Linked DNA regions of Mus musculus: all the other regions are linked to region 1. The links are chromatin contacts, called in public HiCAR-type and promoter capture Hi-C maps. All regions are on one chromosome and are shown on one strand. Each heading gives the region's core, a stretch centred on a gene start, on an enhancer-like site or on the middle of the called end of the contact. The rest is flanking DNA. Distances are from core to core; before and after follow the strand shown.

Region 1 (2,850 bases), core at 161-2,660:
ACTTGTTTATGATTGTGTTTAACTAAAAACACAACTGCTATTTATACTCTTTGAGAAGACAATTTGGAACTAGCAGATTTTAATTATTTCCTTCACTTTGGGGGAGTTGTATAACAGGATGAATTTTTTATGACAGGATAGTATATATTTTAATTATCCAACCCCCCCCCCCCCACACACACACACACACTTTGGCGTTCTTTGAAGCGCATGTAGAGGTAAGAGGACAACTTTTGGAAGTTGATTCTGTCCTTCCATGGATCAAACTCAATTTGTCAGGCTTGGTAGCAAGCGCAATTATTCTCTAAGCTATCTTGTTGGCCATGCAAGATGATATTCTCTATTTCCCCTCCATTACTTGTTTTAGTCAGTAAATGACTGGAGAACGTAAGAGGTGGAGCCAGATAACCCTGAGTTATTTCTGTTGTTGAGACAGTCCACCTACCTCAGCCTCCCGCGTGCTGGGAGTGCAGTGCGCTAAACGGGGCTGGATAATCTTAAGCTTAAATCGTGCAATTCCTTTCTAGAACTCTAAAGTATGGACAAGCTACTCAGCTTCTCCAAACCCCAATCAACCCTAATACTCGTGTATACAATGACATGCTAATACATCATAGACTAAGAGAACAGGTGCGTATTAGCAACTGAAGGCAAACAAGATTCCGCCTGACCTGTCAAAGCACCAAAGTTCGGTCCAGGCCTCAGGCCGTGGGTATCTCGGCCAATCTCTGGACGTCGTGTACATTTATACAGAATGGGGTTAGCGGCCTCGCAGTGCAGCTGAAAAACTTTGGTAGGTAAAAGACGTAATGTAGATATAGAGGGAAAATAAGGCTGCGGGGGTCCCCGTATGCAAATCTGCGCCTTACTGCCGAACGCGGGCGCTGGCGCTTCCGCACTTCCCCTCCAGAGCACCCGGACAACTCTCTGGCGCGGGGGCGGAGATTTGCATGTGCGAAATCGGGAAGAGGGGGAACCACCGGTCGAAAACCCCGGGCGGGCCTCGGGCGGCCAAGGAGCGCGCCCGGTGCACCGCCCGGCCCGCCTCCGGCCGCTCGGCCAGCATGACGTCACGAACACGCCCCTCGGCTTTAAGCGGCGCTCTCAAGGACTCTGGAGGAGGGGGATTTCTCAGGGACCGACGGCTTCTCACGCGCGGAGTCGTCGCTGCGCGCCCTCACGGAGCTCCCGGCGCGAGCGTGCAGGCTGTGGTGGCTCTGGAGGAAGTAAGCGCACTGGCCCGCGCGGGGTCGCGCGCCCGCCGCGAGGCTCCGCCCCCCGCCCCGGGTAGGCGGTGGCGCGAGTGACGTAAGCAGCGGGAAATCCCCCCCCCTCCCCCCACGTTCCGCCGGGCGGTCCGCCCCGCCCCCTGCCCCTGCCGCGGCATCCTGGCAAGGCGACGCCAGGACACTAGTGACCGGAGCGCGAAGATTCGGGGGTGGGAAGGTGTGAGCCGCAAACCCAGAGGAGCCGGGAAAGAAGAGGAGGCCCGGGGGTGGTCCGAGGACAGGCGTCCCGGCTGCGGAGGCTGCTCAGCCTCCTCACTGGTTGGCTGACTGACGGGCTAGCTGGCTGACTGCCTGCCTGACCGACTGCCTGGCTGACTGACTCACTGACTGACTGACTGGCTGCCTTGCAGCCTCGGGCCGGACGCTGGAAGCTGCAGCGAGCGGCGCGCGGAGCCGAGCCATGGCCTCGAGTGAGTACCGGGGCGAGCACTCGCGGGTCACGGGGAGGAGCTGTCGGGGGCTCCGTTTGGGGTTAGGACGGTCTGCCTTTCAAGTCTTCTCATCTGGCAAATTGTCAGCCGTTTGAAAAGTTGCCCGCTCCGGGGTTTGCGTGTGAAATCAAAGCGGCGCACTGTAATCTGATCTTCTCCTAATAGCCAGAACCTTCGAAATTCCCAACGGTGTGCTTTTAGGATCACAGGGGGTAATCTCAGTAAAGGAGAGCAGAGAAGCCTCGCGTTTAAAGACTCAGTGGTATGGAGACCCAGTTTTACATTTTTGAACAAAAAAGAGGAACCTCCGGACCTCAGACGAGCTTTCTTTTTTTAAGTCCAATCGTGCTAGCGGCTGACACTGGTACAGAATGTGGCGTGGCTGTGAAAGTCCTCAGTGGCGTTTTAATTCGTTCCAAGCGAAAACACTACCCCCGCCCCCACGAGCTAAAGATGTTGCTTGTCTAATTTACCGTGTAGAGACCTCGATCCCTTCAACCCCCAACCCCAAACCTGCACGCGCGTTTTGTTAGCAGCAAGAGGACGAGATTTGATTATACTTTAAAGTAACTGGTAGGGTTGAAAATGTCATCGTTTAATGTCAGTGTTTTATCTGCCACTAGTAAGTTTTGGATCATCTGCTTTGAGGGGGACATTTATAAGAAACAGTTTACAGGACAGGGGAGTTTAGTATGACAGTCGTACTATATGTAAAGCAAGCACTTGAAGCAGCTGAGATGGTGGTGGGAGCTAAAAATGACACCTTCTGTCTGTAGCAGGACGCTGACCCTTATCTTCCCAGTGACCCTCAGTAGAAGGCAGCCGACGTCTGGCAGAGAAGAGGAAGTAGAAAGCTTAGTGAACTCTTTAAGAGTTGAGCAGAACAATATCATAACTCCTGCTGTAAAGGAAACTGGGGTGTTTCACATGACACTTGATTTCAGTTTGTCTGTGGTTTTCATGAGAAAACAAGTGTAGTTTAAAATATTTCAACTTTCTCTTTACCCATTTAAATGAAGCCAGGCTTTCAGATGCTCTAGTAAATTTGTAAATTTAACTCATGTTCTGATTAGAAGCACAAAAAGGCTTTAAGTATTTAATTCATTGGTAATCAGAAAGAGATTTTTGTA
Region 2 (2,850 bases), core at 143-2,642, 2.4 Mb after region 1:
TTACAGAACTGACAAACCAAGTAGGGTAACGCGAGAATGTTAAAGAAGACAGGCAGTCTTACAGGCTTAAATGGTTGGCAAGACTAGCTGTGATTGGGCACACCTCAGGGAGTCCCCAGACGGGTGCCAACGTTCTGGCTTTTAACTTCATCTTTCTTTTGGAGACTTCAAGATCTATCATCAGCATCTTAAGGATAATAAGTCATTTTCACTTTGGCTAGAAAAGTAAACGCCCAATTCCAGCACAAACGTGCCCAGGAGTGGGATTCGAGGCAAGGCGAATAGTGATGGCTCTTTCTGGAGAGCCTTTATTTGGCATTCCCTTCGACGCCCCCAGGCCCTCCTCCTGTTGGTGAGCCACACACATCCCATCCCTTTACTTGATTCTGAAAAGGTTGCCTTAACCCTCCTCAAACCCTAATTGGTGGCAGAGCCTTTGGGTCCTCTTGAGAAGAGCCTGGTGTCCCTGAGGAAGGGGAGTTCAAGGTTTCCTCAACGGGCAAATTCTGGTGGAGTGCAAACACAAGCACACGCTTCGGTTTTCTCACACGCTCGTGGCATCTGCAAACAGCAAGCAGAGACAGACGTGCTTGGCACCGTGCTGCTGCCTGTGCAGCTCCCACGCGTGGGATTCCCGCCTTCGCTTCTGCGCCCGCCTCCCTCGGGCCTCGAACGCCCCGCCCCCTGCCACCTCCGCGTGTCTCATTGGCCAGGTCCTTAGGCAAACTTCGGCTCCGGACTGGCGGCTGTGCCTGTCGCTCTGAGCAGTAGGGACATTTCCGCATTGGGAGGGGGGAAGGAGGGGGAGGGGAGGTGTGTGGCGAAAGTGGGGGCTCCGGTGTCCGGAGGCGGCGGGCTGGAGGGTCAGGGGCTGCGCACGCTGGCGCCAGGCTCCAGGTGTTTGCGTGTGACGGGAGCGGAGGGGAGGTCGCCTCGGCCACGCTCGTGCAGCGTGCGAGACCTGATTCCAGGCCCCCAACTTCTCAGCCCTCGAGGGAATAGGAAGGTGGGTGTCGCTTAAGGGGCGGGCCGGGCTCCGAGCGACCTCCTTGTGGGGTCCTGCTCCGAAAGGCGTGGCCGGGGGCCGACAGTGGGGCGTGGAAGAGTAGGGGGCGGGCGGGCGGGCGGGCGAGGGCGTGTCAGGGAGGGCCAGGCCTCCCGGGGGGTCTGGGCGGCCAGGCCCGGGGGGCAGGGAGGGGGCGAGCCGGGCCCTGGTGTGGAGCGGCTGCGTAGGGGAGGGCGGCCAGTGGAGGCCGCGGGCAGCTGTCTGCCCGAGTGCGGAATTCGCAGCATCTCCGAGTCCCGGCTATTTATGGGCTGGAGAAAAGGTTGCGTTGCCCCTTCGCCGGCCTCCCCGCCTCCCGATCTACACGGGGCGCCAGCAGCTCGCCGCTGGACGGCCGCCGGCGAGGGGCCTCGGGGTGCGGCCGGGGGCCTGCGGCAGTCCTGCCCTAGAGGGCGTGGAGACCGGAGGGCGGTGAAGCGGCTCTAGGTCCGCCTCTCCATTGATGAAATTTAAGTTCGTCTGGTTTTACCTTTTCCGGAGTCTCCAGTCGTCCCCTGTTGGTGTCGGGATCGCTGAGTAGCCTGGAGTTCCCTCCCAAGCTGAGTCGGTCCCACCAAGTTTTCCGTCTTCAGGATTTTTCTTTTTAAAGACTAGTTTTGATTTTTTTTCCCCCCGAATTCTTCTTTAAGTAGTTAAACATCGGAGGAGAAAGAACACTTCGGTTGCAGGGAAGGGAGAGAGACCTTCCTTACAACGTAGATTCTAGAAATTGAAAATTATAAGCCAGATTATTTTAATAAGATCCTAAAATGTCGAGATTTGTACAAGGTAAGACATTTTGCTTTCTGTCTCTTGGCTGCTTCGTCCGATTTTGAATATTGGTAGTCTCTAAGTAAGTGGGTAGTTTGTAACTGGAAGTGTTCATTTGTGATACCGTTTGCCAGACCTTTTTGGTTAAATTGGTATTTAAGCTGCTTTGCGCCACTTATTGGGTTGGCATTTCATATACGTGTTTGTATGCCTCTGCGCCCTGCAGGGGTTATTTCTACCTTCTAAAATCAGTTTTAATAGTATTCTGACATCGTGGATAGTAATTGTAAAAATCAAAACAGGATTTTTGACTGCTGATTAATTCTTGTTCCCTTCTTGCACTCGATGATAAGTTAGTTATCTTTGTGGGACAAGGAAACCCAGAGGGCTAGGGACAGGCAGATGCGTTTGTCAAGACTAGTAGGAAGCTCTCCACTTCTTTTCTGTGTGTACGTGGATTGAGTCTCAGAGTAATTTATTGCGAAATCAGTAGTTTGTAGACACTGGAGGTCATACCAGTCAGAGAAATGACTTTGCTGCAGTGCTCTTAGCTTTTTCTTTTTTAATATAGAAAGATTATGCTTTCTTTAAATTTGAAAATTACCATTCAAATCTGTATATGTGTAAATAATGCATTTAGCAAATACCCCTCAACCAAGCTGTAGTATTGCAATTGGGTGCTGCCTTAAACTTCTGTCACAAAACTGTATAGAGTTTGCCTATAAGAAGCCTTTCCTTCCAGACCCCAGTGTGTGAAAGCTTCAGCCATCTTGCTTAATACATGCAGTAAAGTTTGCAACCGCTTCACGTGATCCTCAGTGACTGTCCATGCACCTTTCCCCTTTCCTTTTAAAGTTATGCTAGGGATGTCCATCATTTGACCCTGGAAATGAAAATGCCATACAGGCTTATGCCCCACTTTACTAACTCTTAAGTTTTTCATATTAGATTAAAGGAATCTGCCTTCATTATTATGGAAACAGATGGGACCGTTATGCCTGTCTGCCTTCAGCACTAAGCTCAGAAATGTCATT
Region 3 (2,850 bases), core at 132-2,631, 2.4 Mb before region 1:
GATTTTTCTGCAATTGATTATTACAGTAGACTGAGGATAACTACCATACCGAAATTAAAATTGTGGCTTGAGTATTTTTCTCATTTCTTTTAGTCTTCTGTTGTGTTGTTATAACAAAATAACACACACACACATTACATTTCTTATGGATCTACAGTCTTAGAAATCCATATTAAATGCTTCATATATACTGAGATTTGTGATTGTACTATGGGAAGTGGGAAGGCATCATATGCTGAGCAAACTGATTGTATAACCTCATTTTACCACCTCTTGTAGAGCCACTTACATTATCACAGGACCCCACCCCCATGACCTCTTCTAGTTACCTCCTTGGGATGAAAACACAATTGAAGACTGATTTTGTAAAACATGGGGATACTTCCATTCAAAAGATTTATCAATTTCTCAAAAATTGTAAGGAACTCAAATATGCCATGAGTTAGATTCTAGTCAATACTAGGATGTGTAAACTGAAATACTTAGTAACAAAGCTGGGACCAAGCTTATTCTCTGAGTATTGCTACACCATTGTAGAGGCTTTTTCTGAATGTTATTTTACACTTGTACTTAACTACTCATTACTGCTACATATAGAAAATCTGACCCTTTAAGACTATAAATGGGTTATGTTAGCTATGTGAAATAACAACTGGGTTATTTATTTATTTATTTATTTGGTCATATAGTTCACACTTGCACTGTGTTCCATATGTAGGGCAAGGTTGGCCTTGGAACATGTTTTTCTTGTCTGTCTCCTGGCTACTGGGGATGGGTACCACTATGACCAACTCAGAGTTTGTGTTTAATGAGCCCAAACATTGAGGAATACATAGTTTATGTATCACTTTTCAAAAATTCATGTCTTTTGCTTTGGAAAAAAATTATACTTGAAATTTTATGTTTTGCAGTCACATAATCTCAAAAACAGGTTATCTATGGTCATGTCCCTACATTACCTTTAAAATTATAGTTATTGATACATGTCATTGTGCCTTAAAGTAGTATTTACGCACACACACACATGCCCACACACATATTGAGCACTGATCACATCTATTCTTTTCACAACCGTCCCTACTCCCTCCCCCTCCCTTCCCTACTAAGCCAGTTCCTTTCAGACTAGCTTTTTACTGATGCTAATTCTGTTCTCCTGTGAGTGGTTGTGAACAAGGAGTGAGTCAGCACTCAGGATTTCCTGTAAACCTGCTTCCCACCTTAATTTGTAAAATAAAGAAGAGCTGATGATTGGGCAGATAAAAGGGAAGGTGGAGTGGAAGGCAGGAGGAAGAAGGAGATAATGGAAGAGGGAGAGGATGCAGAGGAGCAGAAAGACTAAGAAAAGTGGAGCAGAAAGAAGCACATGGCCCGGAGAAACAGCAGATTCTAAGGGGTCACCTAAGCTGTGGAAGATGGTAGTGTAGCAGTAGGTAGATCTGCCCAGTCTAGACGCACAGCGTGTAATCAATTAACTGGGCTGTGTTTTCATCGCCAGGGCATATCTGGGTTGGAGATTTACCGCAACATTTTACTTTTCCTTTCCCAGTTTCTATATGATCGAGAAGATAATACTTGTCTTTCTGTATTTGGCTTATTTATTATCTCACTTCTGTTTCCTATTTTCCTCTTCTCTCTTCTTCCTTTCCTTGCTTTGGCATTAAACCCAGGGTGTTTTAGGCAAGGGCTACATATTGAGCTGCACCTGCAGCCCAAAGCTCTCCGTGAACCTACTACAGCCAGATGTTTCTTCTCTTTTCCTTAACAACAGTTCCTGCCAATGCAACAGTGACTTCTGTGACCTTTAGCCCAGTTTCTCTTTCTTAAGCCTCTGCTAATGTAGGTTAGTGGGCACTCCCTGACAGTGGCGTTCTCTCTGCATTTCAGACACTCTGTATGGACAGGCAAGGCAGCCTTCTGCTTGACTATCCCCTACTTGTTCAGCATTTACCAGTACAGAGTTTTTTTTTTCTCTTGTCATTCAGATATGAGACTATTCCAATGTTCATTCCTGAGTCCTCTTTTCCTATATTATAGGTCCTATAATAACTTTAAAGATGGTACCACTGTCCCATACAGCTCATTGAAGTTCACATCGTTTAAAAGCTAGGAACTATAAAATTATACCTACAGAGGCTGGAGAGATAACCCAGTAATTGAGAGTACTGGCTGTTCTTCCAGAGAACCCAGGTTCTATTTCCAGCAACTTCAAAGTGGATTAAATACTCTGTAGGTCCAGTTCCTGGTGTGGGCTGTGGGTTGTACTGTTCTTTGAGACCACCAAGCATGCATGTGGTGCAAAGACAGACAGTAAGGCAAAACACTCATACAAAGGAGATAAGTTTTAAAAAATAACAGTATGCCTCCGTCTTTGACTACCCCTCTGAATACCAGTCCTGTGTAACTGTTAGCTTGAAGGTCCACTTGGAAACTAATAACTCTAATTTTTCATCTTCCAAACTAAAATTATTTCCATTCCTTAGTCAAAAAAATCTTCCACACATTAGTCAAGGGCAACTCTTTCCTTCCATTTGGTAATCAAACACAGGTTTGTGGTGACCCCTCTTGCCCAGTGTCCTTTCTAGTTAGAACCATCTACTCTCTGTAGTAACAGTCTGAATATGACATCTCCCCAGTGCCTTAGTTCTGTCCAAATGGTTCAGACTGCCTTGATCTCTTCCCTGACTGTTCCGAGAACATCCTAATTTACTTCCCTGTTTCTTCCACACCACTCACAAACCAGCAACCATGAAGGTCTTATTAAAAAGAAAGCTGCAAAGCCCGACGGAAAGTGCCAGTCTCTTTAGAGTAAAACCATTCTTCCTTATGACCAATGGCCCTGTTCAGGCTTGC
Region 4 (2,850 bases), core at 183-2,682, 2.2 Mb after region 1:
AGGCAAGTCATGCTATCTCTAGAGTGTGATATTTGCACATATGGTTGTTCAGTAGGAAGTACTATAAAGTAACAGAACTAATGCCTATTAGAAAACCAAGAAGAAACAGAAACTACAGAGACATGCCCTGGAATTTGAGAGTCCCTGACACAGAGGTAACATTTAGAAATGCAACCCACAAATGAACTAAATGTGGACAGAGACACAGGAAGCATTCCATTATAAAAAGATCAGTGCTCAAGAACAAAATTAAGGCATCAAATGAATAAAGTGATTCTAGGAGTCATTCAAGTACCCTACAGTCTATTGAAACCTAAATGCTATTGGACCCAGAAGTGGCTAGTTTTATGTCAACCAGACACAAGCTACAGTCAGTCTTAAGTTAAGAGGAATTCTCAATTGAAAAGAAAAATGCTTCCACCATAAAGATCGGGCTGTAGACAAGCCCATAGGGCATTTTCTTAATTACAGATTGATGGGGAAGAGCCCAGTCCTTTATGGGTGCTGCCATCTCTGGGCTGGTGGTCCTGGGTTCTATAAAGAAGCAGACTTAGCAAGCCATGAGGAACAAACCAATAAGCAGCACTCCTCCATGGTCTCTGCAACAGCTCATGCCCTCCATATTCCTACTTATTCTGAGTTCCTCGAATGATGGGCCAAAATGTGGAAGAGTAGGCCAAATAAATCCTTTCCCCTAACCTGCTTTTGGTCATGGTGTTTCATCGCAGAAATAGAAGCCCTGACTAAGGCATCATATTTCTCTCTCCAAATACTAAATCTTCCAAAAACAAAACTGAAGCCATCCACCATCCATTTAATAGTGACAGAAAATTCTGACGTTAGACCAAGAGCATATTCATTGGTCTGTTCCAAGGCACATGTTTTCGAATATCCGTACAACAAACGGAGAATACAGATTTCCCTTAACAACTTTCATTTTAAATGAAAGCCTCTTGAGATGTTTTAGCTGCTAACATTTCGCCTGAAACAATCAGTGTCTCCCAACTTCCCCTGGAAGTAACAGGTTTCCAAAAAGAGAATGAGCAAAAAGTGTCAATATTCACAGTCGGCAAAGAAAATTAGATCGGTACACCACAAGTAAACACAAGGAAGGGGCTCACTCCACAAACAAAACTTTCTGACTTTACTTTGGAAAAGTTACACTGACTCAAACTGCAAGACACTCTTCGTCCCTCCTGAAAACTGTGGCATCCACACGCTCCTGACACTAACAGGGGACTCCGGAGGTCGCCCACAACCACCGGCTTCGGATTCAGGATACGCGCATCAGTGCCGCACCCTGTTCTGACCCCCAGATAAAAACCCTCGGGGCCGAGCTCACCAGCCTGGGACGTGAGAACACAGCTCCACAAGCTCTTGGTCTGGAGAGCGCTCAGGTGAGGCTGCCTCGTCGCCTAGCAACGGTGAAGCTGCCCGTTCTTCCGCAAGCGTCAATTCCTCCCGCCTCTGAGAGAGTTTTTAAAAGGTTTTGTTTCCGGGTCGAGCGGGCTTTAAGCAACGGAAGGTCTCTTAGCCGCCCTTGTTTAGTCTTGGGGGAGGATAGATTCTCGGTGGAGCGACGTGTGCTGTCGCTCAGGGGTCGTTTCTCCTCCCTCGAGTTAACGCCTCCTCTCCTGCCAATTGCTGAGCGCCATCAGGCAGGCGCCTCACTCAAAGCACCAACCCTCTGCTCACAGACGCGCTCCAATCACCGAGGCTCAGCCCCGGGACTACTTTGCAGCGAGGCGCGTAGGAAGAAGGGGTTTGGGGGAATTGTAGTTTAGCACTGTCAGGAATGCACGAAGGTGGGCGCCAGAGGTCGCCGGAAGAACTACACTTCCCAGAAAGGGCCGTGTCTCCAGCCGAACCTTTGCGGGCCAGCCCCGCGTTCTCTCCCAGAGTCTGTTCCGCTGTAGAGGTGACCTGACTGCTGGAGACTGCCTTTTGCAGGTGCAGAGATCGGCCTTGCAGTTTGCAATAATGGTGAGTGTGGGCTCCTGGAACCTGCAGCAGCTCCGGCCTCTCGGCCTCCTCCTGCGCTTGATGCGCTTTTAAAAAGCAGTAATGCCGGGAGCTGTCCTCCGCGCGGTTTGCAAAATCTGACTCATTCTCACGACTGTCGCAGTAACCCAGATACTGGAAAGGGGTTCGCAAGGACTCTAGAGAAATCACTGTCCTTGGAAAGTCGGGTCTCAGTCCTTGCGCAGGAGGGACAAAATTTTCTCCGAAGGACCTTAAAGGATTTGTTGTGGGGGATGAGAATTATGGGAGGGGAAGAATTAGGTCCTAACACTATTTTGCCTCTTAAGCTCTTGGAAAGAATAGGCCTCTGATGTTGATTTACCGGTAGTGCTCCAGGTTATGATCCCAGTTTTCAGGAGACATGTTTCCACCATATTTGATTTAAAAGAAAACAAATGTTACTGAAAACCTATTCTTGATCTCCGTTTGTAATGACAGGACTAGCATCGCTAGTCAAACAGTGCCGATATTCTTTACTACTCTGTCATAAATTCTGAAGGCCTCCTTGCAGATGTAACGTAACCATCTTGTTGAAGCTCTAGATCTATCTTGTCCTCAGCGGGCGGAGGGGGGTGACGTGAAAGAGAGCTCTGACGTAGGACTAATCTTCATGCTGTTTGAAGGTGACATTTGCCACCAGACTGGAAATTGCTAAGTACTTTGAAATTTACATTTTAAAAATACGTGTTGTCCTTTAATATCAAGATGGGAAATGTGAGATGAATTGAAAATTTTTGGATGAATTGGAAATTTCACAGAACCCAAGGAGACATGTTTTCAAACAAGGACAAAAACTCCCTCAATCTCTATAAGAAACCCTAAGGGAAT

What was found. Promoter capture Hi-C pulls out the DNA fragments that hold promoters and counts their contacts. HiCAR-type assays count read pairs that join an accessible place to other places.
Region 2: a contact with region 1 is called in a promoter capture Hi-C map of neutrophils, with 4 times the contacts expected there. The contact joins the promoter of Ugp2 here to the promoter of Rel in region 1. A contact is called at or near these places in 1 of 39 promoter capture datasets (neutrophils) and 1 of 115 datasets of contacts at active chromatin or transcription factors (astrocytes).
Region 3: a promoter capture Hi-C map of stem cell-derived epiblast-like cells shows a contact between it and region 1, with 4 times the contacts expected there. The contact joins the enhancer-like site here to the promoter of Rel in region 1. A contact is called at or near these places in 6 of 39 promoter capture datasets (cranial neural crest, embryonic stem cells, hippocampal neurons and 3 more), 1 of 115 datasets of contacts at active chromatin or transcription factors (large pre-B cells) and 2 of 9 other capture datasets (embryonic stem cells and embryonic trunk).
Region 4: a contact with region 1 is called in a HiCAR-type map of astrocytes, with 5 times the contacts expected there. The contact joins the promoter of Wdpcp here to the promoter of Rel in region 1. A contact is called at or near these places in 1 of 39 promoter capture datasets (cranial neural crest), 2 of 484 Hi-C or Micro-C datasets (CD4 T cells and uterus) and 2 of 115 datasets of contacts at active chromatin or transcription factors (astrocytes and bone marrow-derived dendritic cells).

The regions. Positions count from the first base shown.
Region 1 is chr11:23,769,529-23,772,378 of GRCm38.p6, reverse strand. Rel (reticuloendotheliosis oncogene) reads left to right here and starts at 1,410. Exons shown (of 10, transcript NM_009044.3): 1 at 1,410-1,699. The coding sequence starts at 1,690.
Region 2 is chr11:21,369,171-21,372,020 of GRCm38.p6, reverse strand. It overlaps Ugp2 (UDP-glucose pyrophosphorylase 2), which reads left to right and starts at 1,392. Exons shown (of 10, transcript NM_139297.6): 1 at 1,392-1,834. The coding sequence starts at 1,816.
Region 3 is chr11:26,127,547-26,130,396 of GRCm38.p6, reverse strand. The region is part of intron 1 of 5730522E02Rik (RIKEN cDNA 5730522E02 gene); the gene reads left to right. Among named protein-coding and RNA genes, the nearest start is that of Mir6372, 73 kb to the left of the region's middle. Within about 2 kb of position 1,381, at least 37 of the 459 cell types and tissues checked have an H3K27ac peak or open chromatin away from gene starts, as enhancers often do. A contact at or near this core is called in embryonic stem cells and stem cell-derived epiblast-like cells, where this site is marked.
Region 4 is chr11:21,570,863-21,573,712 of GRCm38.p6, reverse strand. It overlaps Wdpcp (WD repeat containing planar cell polarity effector), which reads right to left and starts at 1,432. Exons shown (of 18, transcript NM_145425.3): 1 at 1,343-1,432. Mdh1 (malate dehydrogenase 1, NAD (soluble)) reads left to right here and starts at 1,779. Exons shown (of 9, transcript NM_008618.3): 1 at 1,779-1,983. The coding sequence starts at 1,981.